Regions from separate parts of the Zea mays genome. Here region 2 is linked to region 1. The links are chromatin contacts, called in public Hi-C maps. All regions are on one chromosome and are shown on one strand. The core of a region is the stretch at or near the end of the contact, and the rest is flanking DNA. Distances in the headings are between cores, read along the strand shown. Region 1 holds the start of LOC103636665. Region 2 holds the start of LOC103636668 (proline-rich receptor-like protein kinase PERK9).

Region 1 (3,280 bases), core at 646-3,145:
ACTAGACTAGATCCTAGGTAATTCTAACGCTAACCCCGGCCTAGTGTGTGTTTAAGTTTATAAATTTTAGGTTTCGCCTATTCACCCCTCCTCTAGGCGACTTTCACCAGCAGAAGTGGAGCAACTGCGAGAAGAACTTAGGCGACATCAGGATTACTTGAGGCAACAAGCTGCACAACATGAATACTATGCTACACAAATTCAACAACAGCAAACACTCATACAAGTAAGTTCAAAAGATAATAGCTTTCACTTTAAGATATGTATTGATTAAAAACCCTTATGTGAATGAGTTCGACAATTTTGTAGCAACTAGCACAGACCCAAGGGATACACGTCCCGGTGCCCCCCCCCCACCACCTCTCGTACATTATCCTTGGTCTTCACCTCCACCTACACCTACATCTCCACCTACCGAACATCAGATATGCAAATTCATCATTATTTACTTACTGTTAGTTATATTATGATGTAACTCAGCAAATATCATTTGTACATGTATATTAGACCTCTCCAGCTACATTGCCGACGCATGAACGGGAAGATGAGTTAGACTTTGTCAAAACCCTCTTTGCTAGTGGAGGTATCGACCATCACTCGTCACTGTACCCCGATGGTGATCGGCGATCGTGAGCTTCCATGTTATGTGTTGTGATACTTGAGACTTTTATTATGACTACGTATGAGATATTGTCTCTTATTATGACTGGATGAGATGTGTCTTATTATGACATGGATGAGACTTTTGTGATGTAATTGATGAGACTATGGATTTAAATATTGTTATGTGATTGTGTGTGAGATGTTTTATGTGAAAATATGTTATGCTATATAGCTGTTGATATATTATTATGTTGTGGAATATGGTGTAAAATAAAAATAAACAACATTTGTAATGCTGGTCAAATTAAATTCCTAAAGGCCAACTAGGTCGTAGGAAGTTAGTCAGCAAAATTCTTAGGGGCTACAGTCAGCCCCTACGGGATACAGTCAGCCGTAGGAAGTTAGTTAGCTGACGGCGCTGACGGCGTGAAGTTACTAACTTCCTAGAACCTACTAACTTCCGAGAGGTTAATTTGGTTGTAGGAAGTTAGCTAACTTTCGACAAAAAAATTTTGAGAGCCAAACTTCCGACGGGATAGCTTTACTTCCGAGGGTTTAGCTAACTTCTTAGAGTTTAAGGCTAATTTTCTAGGGTTTAGGTTTTAGAAAGTTTATTATTTTGGTGTAGTATGCACCCCCTCCCGCCAAGCCGTCAAACATAGCCATGCCTCAAGCTTGTTGCTCTTGGGTTGTGACATTCACTCTCTTTTTGGGTGTTTTCGCTTTCTTACTTAAAATCAAATTTTGCTATATTTTATGTTATAACTATTGCGATTAAATAAATCTTTACTAAATTTATTTAATATTTTTAGTGCTTATTTAAGGTATTTGCATGCTTTCTATAACTATTTATTCTATATTGTCTCTGCCAAAATATGAAATAGAATAATGTATGCTTAAAATAATGTTTTCATATATGTCTATTTAAATTACTAGTATGGATAATTAGCACGTCTAGTTAATCTAAAGTTAATTTTGTGTGATAGGTTATGATTGAAGGCAAAATAACTGGCTTGGTGGATCTTAACCTGAATGACTGATAGGTTATGGCTGAAGATATTTGCATTGTGTTTATAAAATAAAGTTTGAAATAGTAGATAAGAATGAGTAACTGAAGATAGTCCTATGCCTATATTACCAGCAAAACGGTTTGAAGTCCAGATCTAGAATCTAACATAACACCGTACGTTAACCAACACCGTGCATCTCACTAGGAAGCGACAAAGGTGTACACTTCCGTTGCATCTGCTGGGCCAAAATGTTCCGCAACAATCCTGGGCTCGGAAAGGTCTCCACTTTCAGCCCAATTGTAAAGAATTGGGCTAGCAACCGGGAACCGAAGGAGGAAGGACTGGAGTCGTGTGTCTGTCTGTGCGGCTGTGCCATGGCGACCAAAGGGTCAGACCCTGCCTCCCCGGCGTCGGCGCCACCGCCGCCACCGAAGCGGCGAAAGATCGAGCCGCCCAGGAGGTACCGGTTTCGACCACACTCCCAAATTCTGGTGGCGAGATTCCTAGCAACATGTGTTGCGACTGCTACGTGCTCCCAACGCCCATGTCCGAACGAGCTGCGCTGCCCTTCTAGTTTCGATGGGTGGATTGGAGAGGTTCCGTCCTAGCTAGTGGAGTGGGGGGCAGGGCAGGGGTGACTATAAGTGTAGGTTTCTTTTGTTGTGTCCATTGTTAGGCACCTCTGTTAACTCAACTCCAGTTGTGGGTTGCAAGTCAAATATGTTTCTGCTTCTTTATTCATTTTTATCATCACTAATCCATCAAACCAGAACCATCTATCCTGTCAGTTAACTCCACTGCGCGTGTAGATTTAAGTATCAGTATTAGGTTATCCGGAGGGCATATCTTATATATACCATAAAATAACAAAAGGAAATCATAGTGCAATTAAATTCATGCCCTGTAGTTCCTTCTCAGATAGAATAGCGCAATGCAAGCCAAATAGGCTTGTGTGTCTTCCTCAGCTCAGTCAAGACAAAAACAAGTGATTCTGCTATGAACTTCACATCAAATGCTTTTTTAATCATTTTCTCTGTTAATGTATTAAGTACCAGCCAAATATACTGTATCTTCTACTCCTTTTGTTTAACAGTTACCGATTCACAAGCAAGCAGCAACTGTACTGAACTATTGTGTTGTTGCCTGTTCCATAATTTATCTCCTCTGGAACACAGGACCAGGCTTTCTCAAGTTACCATCGATAACAAGTCGTCTTCCAACTCATCGGTATTCCCTGTTCCTTGATATTGGCAACGGCCGCTTTATTTCCTGTTCCTTGATTGATATTCGCAAACATCCTTTCTTGATGTGAACAACAACACTTTTGCAGACTCCTCCGGGTTCGCTGCCAGCGAGAGTTGATCTCAACAAAGTTAGAGAGGCAAAGAGATTTGCCGTCCTTGAAGCGCAGCATGAGGGATGCCTTGGAAGCTATAAAAGCTTCGATTCCCTCTTTGGGAATTACCTTGTTCCTGTCATACCAACGAACGATTTCTTTCATCAGGCCGGGACCAAATGATGAACAAGAATGGCTATTTGTAACGAACAGAATGACTACTAAATTTTGCAATTTCCTTTAAGAGCGCGACCTGATACAGCATTACTAAGCTATCAACGGAAGATAACACGAAGACCAAGTTTTGTGTGTGGTGTTGTACGTAGGCCCC
Region 2 (3,260 bases), core at 581-3,080, 200 kb after region 1:
AATCCCAGAGTCGGCTGGGGAGTATGGAAAACCACGGCTCCCAGTGCTGTACCTCATGAAAGGATACCCTGGCGATCTCAAGTAGAACCCATCTGTCCAGCACAAACAATTAGGACCAGCTTGATGTCTAAAACGGGGAAATGCCTGAAAAACAAGACCAGTGTTCACGCTGTTACCTGAAGCTAGTGAGGATCCAGCCGAAGATGGAATGTAGTTGGGCGGTGGCGGAGGAGCTGGTTGCTGTGTAGGCAGTGTCGCCGGGGGCTCAATGCGCCGGCGCTTTTTCTTGACGAACCAAATGGTGGCGCCAATAAAGCTGAGCATAGCGAGACCGGCCAGTGCTACGATGGTGGTGGCCGCTTCCCTCGATATCTCGATGTTGTTGCCGCTGCCGCTAGCTGCATGGGTCGAGTTCGAATGCGACTTCACGGGCGAGTGCGGCGTGTAATGCGACTTGCCGCGATAGTGCGGTGGCGGGGGAGGGGCGATTTTTGGCGGGGGAGGCGAATAGGCAGCAACACGCGCAGGAGCCGGAGCTGGAGCTTGTGTAGCTGGAGCAGGCGACGGCGACGGCGATGGAGAGTTGGATGGACCCGGCGATGGCGGCGAGACGGTGGGAGGCGGCGGAGGAGGAGGAGGAAGCGACGGCGGTGGCGGTGATGGGTATACGCGGGGCTGAACGCGCGGCTGGTCCGTCGGCAGCGGGGGCGGCGGGGCTTGAGGCGGTGACGGGGTTGGATGTGGCAGCGGTGACGGGGGAAGCGACGGAGGGGGAGCGTCCGGCGGAGGAGGCAACAATGCCGGCGGCGGAGACGACGGCGGCGATGGCTCCGGTAAAGGGGACGCCGGAGGTGGGCTGCTTAGCGGCGGAGGCGACGTTGGCGGGGGCGAAGAATGGTAGGACGCGGAGACCGGCGGAGCGGAGGCGGACGACGAGTACGGGCAAGCCGGCGGCCGCGGAGCCAGCTGCGCCTGCAGTTGCCCGTAGCCCCCCTGCTGCTGCTGCTGCTGTGGGGGCAGGAAGGGTTCCACGTACCCGTAGCCCATCGGTACCACCACCGCGCGTAACAGCCTCCACAGCAGCAGTGAGCCGTGCCCACGCGCGCAGGCAGGACGGGATCTGCAGCGCCGCGCCGTCGGCCAGATCTCCCGGCCGCCGGGCGCAGTCGGCAGCAGCTCAGCGGACTGCGGGCGACTGATGAGCGCGCCGTCGCCGTCCTCCCCGGGGTCTCGCGGCGCGCCAAGATCCAGGCCTCCCCACGCGAGCGGCGTCGGTGGCGCGCGCCAGATCACGCCGCGCTGGAGTCGAGGCCGCCCGCCAGTAGGCGCGGAAAGCGGCACCAAGTGAAGCACGCGGCAGCAGGTACGGGTGGCCAGAGACGGCGAGATCCGAGCCTCCCCCCGGCGGCGAGCCCTCCTGGCCAATGTAGTAGCGCAATGCAGCGGCTGGCTGTCTCCCTCAGCGCCTTGGGCCGAGCTCGCGCCTCTTGCCTCCGCTGTCCGCCCGCCCCTGGCCCCTGCCTTGGACAGCAGAGAGGAGTGGTATAATTTTCTCTCTCTCTCTCTCTCTCTCTCTCTATCTATATCTCCTTTTTTTCGAAGGAAAAACAAGTTTACTTTTTACTCATTGTTACGAAGAGGAGGGTGGAGGGGCATCGGGAGCTGTCGCTAGTGTCTGTCTCGGCGGTCCGCACCGCACCCACAGGCCACAGCTGGTCTCGCGACTCGGCGTCCCGCCCCGCGGTGCGGGGTGGTGGAACCATGGGAGACTCTGGGGGCGCCGCACGAACGAACCCGCCGTGTTGAGTTGACGGCGGCGCGCGGACTTTGGCTAGACAGAAAAGTTAAATAAAATTAGTCGGTTACTCGTGCGTTGCGATCGCTTACAACAATACCTATATAGACTATTTAAAAAAAAATTCAATACTTTTTATTGATTGTCTCTACTCTTCATATAATATTTTTTTATTTGGCTAACTGATGTTATTATTTACTCTATCTAATATGTCTTGGTAAAACACGACCAATGAAGTGAGCGATTAGAAGAAAGTTCACAATGACTAACTAAACGAACAGAGATATAGAATGACATAATAAGTCACATAAACTCAAACTTATAAAAAGATAGATCAAAATATGGAGTGGTTACTAAAGTCAGACATCAATAAAAATTGTATGTGCTCCATATAAATTATGCTACTTCGTAGTAATTACTAATGTTTAAAACCTACAAATAACCTTTCATTTTACTGTAGTGTGACAAATCATTGTTGCTCCACCCAATTCAGCAACCCCAAACATCATTGAGTCAATTACGCCAATGTGATCTCAGAAACGATCTATTGCTTGCAAGAACCAAGAACGTGTGTGTCGTGCTTGGGCTGTAGCCTCGGTTTGTAGTGTGACTCGGCTCGACACGATTATATTTTTTATTTTACAAAAAACGTATATGCATATATACAATTTATATCCAAATTAAAAATATCTAAGCATGATGTTCTACTAGTTAGATATCTTCACTCATTGTCTCCCGCACTTTTTCTAACAGGGCATGGTGTCTGGCCCGTGCCAGACCGCCGTTTGGTTATCTATAGGCGTGCAACAGGTTAATTTGAAATAGTTGTTAGAGGTTATTTGTAAAAAAAAGTATCGCGGAATGAGGGGTAGAGCTGGCTGGATTATGGTGGGCTACGTTTTTTAGAAAAAAGGACCAGTGTTTTGTTTTTCGTAAGGTACCTTCAGATTCCTTTTATTTATTTATTTTATGGACGTAATGGATCAGCCCCGACCATGTTGTAGGCTATTGGCTTGACTTTAATTACTCCTACTACTCCTGCAATGTTTTGCCTCGACCGCACCAGAAAACACAAGCTGCCGAGAAGACCGCTCGTCGACCGATCCATTTGTGGTTCCGCCAGCTGAGCTGACCACCGCCTGCATGGCCGGGCTTGGAGCTGGAGGCAAGGCAAACACGACAAGATAGCCTCTGCCCGTCCATTCCATTCCATGGGATTCTTTTCCCGCTCCCCGTTCTCACCAATCTTATGCCCTGTTCCAATCTCGCGAGATAAACTTTAGCAACTTTTTTTAAGCTACTTTTAGCTATTTGTAATCTAAACAGGAGAGCTAATGGTGGTGATTGAAGCTAAACTTTAGCACTTCAATTCATATAGCTAAAGTTTAGTAGGAAGCTAAAGTTTATCCCGTGAGATTGAAACGGGGCCTTACTCTAAGGGCATGTTTGTTTCAGCTTATAGATT

Evidence for each region. Hi-C and Micro-C count contacts between places; a contact is called where the count stands out from the background.
Region 2: a Hi-C map of leaf shows a contact between it and region 1, with 8 times the contacts expected there. The contact joins the promoter of LOC103636668 here to the promoter of LOC103636665 in region 1. A contact is called at or near these places in 3 of 25 Hi-C or Micro-C datasets (ear, leaf and tassel).

What each region holds. Positions count from the first base shown.
Region 1 is chr8:181,683,423-181,686,702 of Zm-B73-REFERENCE-NAM-5.0, forward strand. It overlaps LOC103636665, which reads left to right and starts at 1,896. Exons shown (of 3, transcript XM_008659019.4): 1 at 1,896-2,073; 2 at 2,789-2,840; 3 at 2,944-3,280. The coding sequence starts at 1,988. The coding sequence ends at 3,132.
Region 2 is chr8:181,879,403-181,882,662 of Zm-B73-REFERENCE-NAM-5.0, forward strand. It overlaps LOC103636668 (proline-rich receptor-like protein kinase PERK9), which reads right to left and starts at 1,831. Exons shown (of 8, transcript XM_008659022.4): 1 at 177-1,831; 2 at 1-92. The coding sequence starts at 1,047.